2 separate regions of the Gossypium hirsutum genome follow, and region 1 is linked to region 2. A link is a contact called in public Hi-C data. All regions are on one chromosome and are shown on one strand. Each heading gives the region's core, a stretch centred on a gene start, on an enhancer-like site or on the middle of the called end of the contact. The rest is flanking DNA. Distances are from core to core; before and after follow the strand shown.

What was found. A called contact is a pair of places that touch in the nucleus more often than the background predicts.
Region 1: a contact with region 2 is called in a Hi-C map of leaf, with 2.7 times the contacts expected there. The contact joins the promoter of LOC107962745 here to the promoter of LOC107962752 in region 2. A contact is called at or near these places in 17 of 34 Hi-C or Micro-C datasets (anther, callus, fibers and 4 more).

The regions. Positions count from the first base shown.
Region 1 is chrA06:15,936,342-15,941,721 of Gossypium_hirsutum_v2.1, reverse strand. It overlaps LOC107962745 (casein kinase 1-like protein 3), which reads right to left and starts at 3,310. Exons shown (of 14, transcript XM_016899237.2): 1 at 2,902-3,310; 2 at 2,765-2,805; 3 at 2,548-2,617; 4 at 2,298-2,446; 5 at 2,045-2,211; 6 at 1,850-1,911; 7 at 1,703-1,766; 8 at 1,538-1,622; 9 at 1,315-1,441; 10 at 895-977; 11 at 712-769. The coding sequence starts at 2,977.
Region 2 is chrA06:15,786,214-15,792,384 of Gossypium_hirsutum_v2.1, reverse strand. It overlaps LOC107962752 (polyprotein of EF-Ts, chloroplastic), which reads left to right and starts at 2,251. Exons shown (of 5, transcript XM_016899245.2): 1 at 2,251-2,514; 2 at 3,561-5,271; 3 at 5,804-6,061. The coding sequence starts at 3,627.

The DNA of each region.
Region 1 (5,380 bases), core at 2,061-4,560, 150 kb before region 2:
CCCCACACACAGCAAAATAAAGGTAAAACCAACATAGATGGGATATTAAAAATCTAGAAACCTGTATCAGACAAGGAAATGCAGTCTCAGTCACTGCCATTTTGTTCTTTAAATCCTCCTTTTAACCAAAGTAATCTTATGGATATATAAATTTAGTCTCAGTCCCAGAAAGCAAAACAATCAAAATGGTACATTAGGCATTAGACTAGAGACATTGACTAGCGGCTTTCCCTTTAATGATAAAGTACATGTTTAAAGGGCAAGCATTCTGAGAAAGGATTATATGGATTTTTATAACAAAATTTCTGTAGTAACCACAGTTCAAGAAGAAAGAATAAAAATTGGTAAATTTTACCGTTAAATTGTAATGTTCAAGATGTAAAATATGTAAAGAAAAAACTAGTTTTTCAATATAATTTTCAGAAAGGAAAATAGACCATATCATTTAAAATTTTTCTTTTCAGGAAAGAAAACAAATGCATACTGTTCACAGACCAAACAGACGAGAAAAAAGAAAGTGACCCCAAGATTAAAGTTCTTCCGACCATGGTGTATGAATTTAGTTACTAAAGACACCATACTCCTCAAATTAGGACTTAGGATGTCCTGCTTAACTTATTACAGGTCTTCTAGGATTCTTTTGTCCAACAGATAAACTCCTCAAAACACCTTTCAGTCATTTGAGCACAAAGCACATCAGCAGGAGCTAACCTTGATGATTATCTACATCAACTGGTAATGGGCGACTGCTGCTACCTCCAGGAATTGGCTGTAGGGGAAATATAATCTTATCAGAAAGAACCAGTATTTCTTATGAATGATGCAAGTACATTCTAAATGCAAAGAAAAATAATTTTTGTTACAAGTTTTAAGGAAAAGGAGCAAGATACTAACAGACAACTGATGCTGAGATCTACTTTTCTGGGCCTGCTGGTACTTGATGATCGTCCAGTCAAATATGTAGTCAAACTCATAACCTACCACAAAAAAGAACTGAAAATTACTTTGCAGCAAATTATGTACAAAATTTTTCATCTATGTCATGTCGTCATCATTACAAGGTCAACATCCTGATACTTGTCCAACAAGCCAATTGTCATAGGCCTTTTCATTGGTTAAGCCTTATGCTTTGAAACAATGAGCCCTTGCTGAACATAGAAGACATAAGAGTATAGCACATGTCAACTGCAGAAAAGTAATGACCAACAAGCAACAGAAGCATTTGAAAATTTCAAGCAAGGAAATGTCAACGTATATGCTAAGAAAATCAGACTGCTTTTACAGAAATAAATGGTGGAATGCATACAACAATACCTTCACGAGCAAATAAATCACGGAACAGACGCTTCAAGAATCCATAATCAGGTCGTTGATCAAATGACAAGGAATGACAATAATGGAAGTATGATGCAAACTCCACGGGATGAGACTTACATAGAACCTTGATCAACAGGAGTCAGAGGAAAGAGAAGCCATGTTAATCAAATAATACTTGAACCACAATATAGAACTAAAAGATATATAAATGCAAACACACCTCAATAGGAGTGGACACCTTCTTCTCACATATTTTATCATATTTCTGCTTCTTTGTTGCAGCTTTCAAACCTTGCCATGGAAGGCTATATCATGAAACATTTTGGTAGGTTTAATATACAGAAAATAAACCAATTCATAAAATCACTGAAAATAGGTCACCTACCTTCCTCTAAGAAAATATAAAAGTACGTATCCAAGTGACTCCAAATCATCCCGCCGGCTTTGCTCTACAACAGAAATATTACAAGTTAATATCTAAGTAAATGAAAAAAATGCTTTGTTCATCTTATAACTGACCGAAAAAAATTACCTATTCCAAGATGTGTGTTGCAACTTGCATAACGTGCAGTTCCCGTTAAATTCTTGTTTTCTCTGTGGGAAGAAAAATTCTTTTATGTCAGTAACAGCAATTCATTATTGACATATTACATAACTGGCACAGAATGCATCTAGCAATCCAAAGAATCAAAAAGGTAAGAAATAACAAACTAAACAAGAAAACTACCTATAAGGAATGTGGCGATTAGTTATGGAGTCTCGGTATCTTTTAGCAAGCCCAAAATCAATTATATAAACTTGATTTGCTTTGCGACCAAGTCCCATGAGGAAGTTATCAGGCTTTATATCTCTATGGAGAAATCCCTTTGAGTGAACATACTCAATTCTTGTAATCTAAAAACATTCAACGAAAGTAACAATTTATATAATCAATCCAAAAAGATAAAATAAAAAACAAAATGTCACGGATTTTAGTTCACCATTTGATCAGCCAACATTAAGACAGTTTTCAGCGAAAACTTCCTGCCACAGTACACAAAAAGATCTTCTAGACTCGGTCCAAGCAAATCGAGAACAAGTACATTTTCTTCCCCATCAACACCTGACCATTTTATGCTTGGAATTCCACCTATACGTAAATTAGAAACAAAGCGACTCAGTATTTCACAGTTGTTTAAAATTTCATAAATTAAATAAATGAATTCATTGAAGTTGTAGTAAGGCATTTACTTCCTCCTTGAAGAATATTGTACAATTTGGCTTCGTACAGCAGCTGCGGATGCTTTGTTCTACTGTTCTCCTGTAAGAGCCAAATTGAAATTAATAATATAATTTTAAAAATTTAAAACAGGCGATTTTCAATTCTATCTCACATATCTACACTAAGAAGCATAAACGTCAACCAGATCAATATCCATGAACCTAAAACAAATAAAAAGACACTTACGATCTTAACAGCCACGATCTCAAAAGTATCGATATGCGTAGCTGCCGAAACGAAATCAAAATCATAAAAAAATCACTTTTTAACGTATACATAAAAAATTATGAAAAAAAGGAGTAAAAATAGAGGATAAGACGAACCGAGATAAATTTCACCGAAGGATCCACTGCCGATCTTACGGCCGAGCTTGAATTTGCCACCGATTATTCGTTCCATGCTTCAATTAGATCGACGACGAGTCCGATCAACGAGATTCAGATCATTAAAGCCAGAACAAGAGCTTAGAAGGATTTTGAGAAAAACTTTTTTATGGTTTCTTTTTTCTTTTATGTTTCTCTTGTGAAAAACCGAAACCACAAACAGGAGCAACCTCACAACAAACAACAGAAAGGAACTGCGTGGATTTTGAGAACGATGAAGAACGGATAAACAGAAATTTTACAAATATTTTAAAAGGGTAATTTGGGGATTTAGGATAGGTGGGAAGGAAGCACGTTGACCTGTTGAATAGAGTGATGGGATTTTAAAACAAACCAACAAATAAATAAGGGGGTAGGTAGGTAATTTAGGGTTTTGTGATTATAGGCGGATATGATTGGGATTTGGTCGGCCTTGTAAGGGTATTACGGTAAATTAATGGGTCTGCTACCAATTATTTTGGGCCTAGTTAGGGAATAAAAATAATGTTGACGGCTAAATCTTGGAGTCCATCAACATCAATACAAACGAGTAACGACACAGCCGGTACCGTACACCACCAGCTTTCCTCTTAAGTATCCTTTGAATTTTCACAGTTTCAATTTTTATGAAAAAAATATGGTTGTTTAAAGGAAAACAGAGTTTAAGGTATGATGGACTTGTTCTATTTTCTATTAAATTTTAAATATTCTAAATAACTTCTTAAACTATTAATATAGTATTATTCTAGTCTTTCTATGATTCTAAAATCATCTTGAGCTTTAAGGATTCTCTTTTTTCTCTCTTCAGGTCCTTACACTTTTCTCTCTCGTTTTACATTCCTAAAGGAGGCCTTATGTCGCCGGTGCCAAGCGGCAGTCTTAGGGTCAACCGTCGACCTCTTTTGCCTAACTTTCACCTTCTCTCTCCCTTCTTCCCGCTTCTTTTTTCCATGTTTTTTTTCCTTTGCTTTTGTTTTGTTGACAAGGAATGGGCCGTCAGGCTTCCGGGCCAATGACATTTCAGTCCTTTTGCTGCGAGCCATGGCTCTTACTTGAACCGTTGGTTTCGGCTTTTTGTCTCATGACTTGCCTTTGGTCGCCGGCGGAAGGTAATGTCCTATTTCTCCAGGGGTTGTCTTGGCTCTCCTATTCATCATCTTTGACGGCCAATGAAGCTCTGTCTTGGATGACTCCATTTTTTTGCCTTTCTTTTCGTTTCTTTTTATGTATCCCTCTTGCATAGTGAAGCCCCGCTCGTTCATGGTTAGAAGTCGGCATTTCTCCAGCCTTCCACTAGTCCCAAGCTTTGATTGTCATTAGTGCCATTGCATCAGGCTCTGCCCGGGTGGCTGTCATGGTCGATGTCTAGAGGGTGATGTTCTGACCTTGACCCTTGCTTCGTTGATGCTCTCTCAATGCCATGACGAATCCGATGTCTCTTTCTGAGTTTCACGTTTTAGATGACCTCTTTGAGAGGCTTGACTTTCAATCATGTCAGATGCAGAAATAATCACCTGAATTTTGCTCCCTCTCTACTTTCGACGATAGCCGTGACGTAGGGCCCATTTGGATACACAAGGCGTTTATCTACTGATAGCATTAAAAAAAAAAGGTTGAGACTGAGAATAGACACGCTAGAGATAAAAAAAAAGATTAAATGTATTGCATTGGAAGCAAACGTCGGAGCCTTTACTAGGGTTGTTAGGGTTTATGGTGTTTTGTGTTTTGGGTGATGATTGGGCCTTTTCTAATATATTTTTTAGATATAAGCCCATTTACCTCTTGAACTGTATTTGTTTGGGTAGAAAAGTGAAAGAAAAAAAAGTAAAAAAGTTGTAAACATTTTTTAAATATTATGTTTTTTTATTTTTTCAACTTTATCAAAAAAAGATAGAAATAAAAATTTATATCTTTTATTTATTTTAAATTTCTATCCTTTTCAAATATTCATTTTTCTGATTTTTTTTCCAAGTGAAATTTACTACATGTATTCTTTGATTTAGTACGAATCATATTAAAATATATAGATAAAATTTTAAATATATATTATAAAATATAGAAATTATTTGTACCAATTATAAAACACTACATACCAATTGAAATCGGTTTGTCCAACACGACAACAACTACCATTAAATTAGATTTTCATTGAATAGCTCGTAAGCATTAAAAAAACCGGAAATAAGTAGTTAAATCAATTAACCCCCCCCCCCCTAAAAGGGTTTTATATAATGTTTTGGGTTACTATATTATTTTTTATTTGTTTGGCCCAATTTATGTTTATTTGTAGCCCAAATGCACTAATTTTTGCCAAATACAACGAACTTTCTTCAGCTTCTGTCAACTCAAGCCGTTGAGCAAAAATCTAACGACCCTGGAAATACAAGGAAAAGTAAACTCACCAATTGAGAAGAGCAATTAGATCTAAGTATAAGCTTGG
Region 2 (6,171 bases), core at 1,002-3,501:
AGTTAGGTAACAAAAAAGGGGGTTTGAATTTGATCCCGAAGCCAAGAAAGTAACTGTATCAGTTTTCTTTTCTTATACATGCATTTTCTAGCAAGATCATTGCCATTCCCCTCACTGTTAAATAAGTGGAAGAGGTGGGAAATGTTTAAAAGACTTTGTTTATCAGTTTGTAACCTAAGCCATATTTTTTAATAGGATATATGTATTGGCCTGACGACAACCTGCATATATATAATCAAAACTGAGACATGCAGATCGAATCTACCGAGGAACTAAACAAACGGGCTTTTATATACTTCTCATTTGCGTGTCACGTGGCAGCAGGCAGCAGCTTTAAGATTTATTTTTGGGCTCTATCATTCAGGGCTGATCAAAGGCGGAGGCTTTTGATGAGCGCTGAAGCTCTATTGGGTTGTTTGTGGCACTAAATGGATTGAGCCCATTTTGTCTGCGTGTGTGTGTAGAACAGGCTCTAAAGTGGCATATGGCAGACTATTTGAGATGCCCGTAGAAAAATGCGATGCTTCAGATTCAATTTATGCATTGATTGTTTTGTCAAATCATTTTTTTTGTTAGATATTAGTTTTAGTTTAGTGTATTGATTTGGGTTTTTTTATATGTTTAAAAAATAATATAAAATTATTTAAAATTATTAAATAAATTTTAAATATAAAATATTCATTAATAAATTTTACAAACAAAAATACATCTTTTAATAAAACCAAAATTAATAAGAAAAAAGAAACTGAGAGATAGGTGGAGATTTTTTCTTATTAATTTTTTATTTGATAACAGGATGAGTGGATTTTTTTTTATTATATTTTAGTTTTTATATTTTAAATTTAAAAAATGTGTTAAAAAGAAATATTTAACATAATAATAAATAGTAAAAAAATTATATTTTTTTTATTATTCACACATTGTTTGATGCTTTATGTTTCAATTTGTGTAACTAAAATTAACCAAAACAAGTTAACGCCACTGATACTGACCAAAATTTTTATCAATATAAAAAAGAATATCACTTGTTGTACATTAATATTGGAATGATGTACACTAACTTATACACCCAAAATCGGTGCAGAACTAAATACCATGCTTTTAATTTTTATATAAGCTTGTTGAGCATTGAAGCTTGTTTGAACTATATGTCGCCATGAATGGATTGAGCCATTTGAGAAGGGGCACACAGTCTCTTTAATTTCTCTAGGTCATAAAATGGGAAGCATTTTTATATTCAAAGTTATATAATTTTATTATTATATAAATAATTTATTTCACCCTCTAATTTTATAAAAAAAATTATTTTAACTCTCTATTTAATTTTTCATCTCTTTTAGTTTTTAAGCTTACATTTTTTTTATCAAATCACCCCAAGATGAATAGAATAGTTAATGTTTTTTTTAACTTTATTGACATTTCATAAAGTGGATAGCATGTAAATATTTAATTAATTTTTTAAAATTTAAAAATTCAAAAAAAATTAAAAATTATTTTTAAAAATTAAAGTAATTAAAACTATTAAAAAATATATAAGCATTATAAAAATATTTTAAAAAATTAAATTTTAAAAAAATTAATTAAATACGTACGTGTCATCTACGTGGCAATCAACGTATATGCCACGTTAATAAAATTAACAAATGTTAATTTTTTTATCCATTTCAAGATGATCTGACAAATATACAAATCTAAGGATTAAAATATGCAAAAAATTAAATAAAGAACTAAAATAACTTTTTTTTATAAAATCGGAGAGAAAAAATCATTATACCTTAAAAATTTTACACTATACTAATAAATCACACTACTCAATTGGTTATATTTAAATCCAATTCAACTCCATATGATAAAACTGAATGTGTTAATTTTGTCATTTTTATTTATTTATAAAGGATAGAAGTAAAATTGTTAATGAAGTCTTAGTGTGATTGGTGTAGACATTGTTATTAGTGCAAAAGATTATGAATTTAAATGTATAGAAGTTCATTAGACTCTTATTTAATAGTTGGATGGATAGAATCAAATTCAATATTGGTATTAGCTAACACAATTTTATTTTTTACCAATCCGTTGAAGGTAAAAGATGGTATTTACTCTCTTATTCTCACCAGACAGTGATTATTTTGTTTTCTGAGAACCCATTAAAAAGGGTCATAGGTCCAATTTTTCTAAGTGAAAAATAAATGAATGAAATTTGAGGTCCAAACCAATTCGGTATCTAATACCAAAGCTATGGGTTTAGTCTTTGGTCCAAACCAACGCAAGTCCACCTTAACCAATCAAAAACTAAAGGCTGAGAAAAAAACTCATATGCAAGAGCCAAGATGAGCCCAAATTCTTCATCGTATTTATTTCATTTCAATTTTTTATTTAATTTTATATATCCATGAAGAAAGCCTAAGATAAGGATTTAAAGCCCCACCTTTCGTTCTTCTTCATATGATGAATAGCCTCTATCACCAAACAACACCTTGGGTTTTTCTCTGATAGTAAGCTTTATCTCTCAAATAGGTATAGTTTTTACTTGGTCATAAGCTAACGGGTCATTGTTTTTGAAGTTAACTTTTTGTTTTTCTGCCACTTACTGATATTGGGTTGTTGTTAATTTTCCCAGTTTTGGTTCTCTTTAGCCAGAGTTATGTGACGTATGGATTTTTATGGTGTTTTGGTAATGAATCTGCTTTGCTTGTTTAGTTAATTGGGAGGGAAATGTTGGCTTTTATTTTGTGAGTGAAAAATTCTATTACGTATAACGGTGACAATAATGTGTATTAGACAATCCATTTATTTAAAACATAATAAAGAATAAAAACAGTGAAGAAATGAAATTTTAATACGGAACTCATCTATTATATTAAGCTAGAATTACGGTTAGTTTTCATCCAAGTGTTTTATTGGTTCATAATGAACTTTATAAGAATTGCTTATTGATAGGTGCTGCTACTTCATAGAATCTTATTCAAATGCACAATGTTATAGTTTGGATATTATTTCTTTCCCCTTTAGAAGGAAAAGAAGGAAAAATTGTTAAATCTCTTTTCTGTTTGTAGTTGACGTTTTTATCTGAAGGTACAGATTTTTCCCAGTTGCTAGAACTTTTATATGAAAGAGTTATCTGTGTGTTGCGGCTCTGAATTTTTAACATAGGCCAAATAGGCACAAAACATGCCTATTTGAGAATTTGGAATATGAACTCCCCAAGTCCTAATGCTTTGTGAAATATCTATGACAAACAAGGTAGATTATTATCTAAATCAGTCTTTAATTTCAGGAATGAATATATGGAAAATAGCTAATAAACAGGTACAACCAAGTATGCCTCTAGTATAACGCCCTTAGTTGAACATGAAAATTAGATTTGCATGAAAAACTTAAAATCACCGGAATAATGCCTGGGATTGAAATATCTGCTTGGTGAACTAAATTACAGTTTCTTTCTGTATTTATAGACGATGTTAGTGAAATTGGTTTGAGTATGACTGTTTCTAGGACATCTCATGCCTTCTTGCAAACTTGGGAAATTTATGTTTTTGAGTATATCATTCATGTTCTTGTAGGTGAAGATACAGATGAAAAATCTATTTTAGTGTAGACTGTAATTTTCACTGTTCAATCAAGTCAGCATGACTCCTGTGATCCCATATTCTGTTAGCAACATTACATTCATCCCTGGAGCTGCCTGTACAGTAAGGAAGAACACTAGTTTGACAAGATGCAGTTCATCAAGGAAACACACGAGATATGCTTTACCCTCTCAGAGATTCATCCTACCTCTATCAACCTCTGTTACTTCATTTCGAAAATACGGAACAGGGTATGCCTTACATGGAAAACTGGGAATTTGTTTATCAACCGCAGGGACTGATGTGGCGGTGGAGGAATCTGATTCTTCTGTGACAAAAGTTTCCAGTGGAGGATCCGAAATACCTTCAGATGCCGTTGAAACAAGTGAAGATTCGACTAGCCAACCAGATTCTACTCCTCCAACTCAATCAAAACGAGCAAGACCTGTTAGGAAAAGTGAGATGCCACCTGTAAAGAATGAGGAGCTTATTCCTGGTGCAATGTTTACTGGGAAAGTACGATCAATCCAACCATTTGGTGCTTTTGTTGATTTTGGAGCTTTCACAGATGGACTGGTGCATGTTTCCAGGTTGAGCAACAGCTTTGTTAAGGATGTTGCAAGTGTTGTTTCTGTTGGACAAGAGGTGCAGGTGAGGTTAGTTGAAGTAAACACTGAGAATGGGAGGATATCTCTTTCCATGCGTGAAAATGATGATGCTAGTAAGCGCCAGCCACGGAAAGATGGTCCTGCCAGTACTGATAAGGCAAGGCCTTCCAGGAAGAATGCTTCAAAGTCCAGCTCAAAAAAAGATTTCAAAAGCTCAAAATTCGTCAAGGGACAAGAACTAGATGGCACGGTAAAGAATTTAACTAGGTCTGGTGCTTTCATATCTCTCCCCGAGGGGGAAGAAGGATTCTTGCCCCAATCAGAAGAAGCTGATGACGGACTTATGAGCATGATGGGGAACTCATCACTGCAAATTGGCCAAGAAGTCAAAGTTCGTGTGCTGCGCATCACAAGGGGACAGGTAACCTTGACAATGAAGAAAGAAGAGGATGATGACAAATTGGACTCACAGCTTAGCCAAGGTGTGGTGTACACTGCAACAAATCCCTTTATGCTGGCTTTCCGTAAGAATAAGGAGATTGCTGCATTTTTGGATCAGAGAGAAAAGGCAGAGAAAGTAGAGGTTCAACCGGCAGCTAATGTGGAGACAACCACTGTCTCTACTGAAGTGGATGAAACAGTGGTACAGGAAACAGATACAATAGCTGAGATTGTGAACAAGGATGAGGAAACTGCAGAGAAGGAAATAGATGACAGTTTTGAAGCGTTGTCTCCTGAACGTAGTGGACAAGTTCCTTTGGCGGATGTGGTGGAAAGTGATCAAATAGCTGGATCATCTGGAGAAGTAGTTGACCAAGTGACTTCCGAAAATTCAGTTGATGAAGAGTCTACACAAAAAGATGTAGTACAAGAGGAAGCTCCCCTAGCTGAGGATGAAACATCGGTTGCTGCATCAGTTCAGGAGGAACAAATCGGAAGTATTCCCGAAGAGCAGGTAGAAACACCTCTAGCTGAGGCTAAAACTCCCTCTGCTTCATCTGTTCAAGAAGAAGAAATTGGAGCTGTTCCGGATGAAAATGGCAATGTTGCCAGTTCAGTTGTACAACCAGATGTTACTGATCCCAAAGATGCCGAAGGTAGATAACCATTACACTGCTAGCAATCCTATTCTGTGAGAAATTCATATCCTATTTTCGTTATTCTGCACAAAATGATAATTGCAAACGAAGTATCTGTGGTTTTGCGTACATACACAGAACAAACAGACATGTAATTACTGTCTGATTTCTGCAATATTAATGAGGGCAAAAAGTCTATTTTTAGACTGTTTCTTTTCTAAAAGGGATACAACTCAGAAGTTCTCTATTAAATGAATAGTTGCTGAGTGAAAAATAACCTTTTATAATGTACTTTTTTTTTTCTTGAGCCGCTTTAGAGTTGACACATATCAACTTCATTAGTTCATTTCCTTCTTTCTTTTGTCAATGTTTGAGGAGTAAGTTTTTAATGCAATAGATGACTTGTGTCATGTCATAAAGTTGTCGTTTCTAACTAAGCAATGGTTCTATGTGGGAAACAAAGAGTTAAAGAGTAATTGAGGATATGTTTTCTTAGTTCATTTTGTTTTACATCTATGTATTACTATTTCTTTTTGCTGATTTTGCGCAGATACAGTGGAAAACGAGGCAGGTCCTGATCCACCTCAAGAATCAGCTGATGATCAGATTAAGTCTTCAGGAAGTGAAGCAGTTGAAGAAGTAGAAAATCAACCCGAGGATACCAAGGATGAAGTGCAAATAGAGACACCAGTTTCTAAGGATGAAATTCCTTCTACTTCTGAAGTTGAAGAAGCAGACTCTGCACCTCAAAAGAACGACGAGGTTACTGATTCAAATGGCTCTATGTCCAAGGAAAATGTGACTACAGGTTTATACTTTCATTTTGACAATTTTCTACATATTAAATGCATCTTATAAACTTTGAGTTAGGCTCTAATCCAAAATGGAAACTTTAAAGCTGTAAAATTGTGTTGTTTG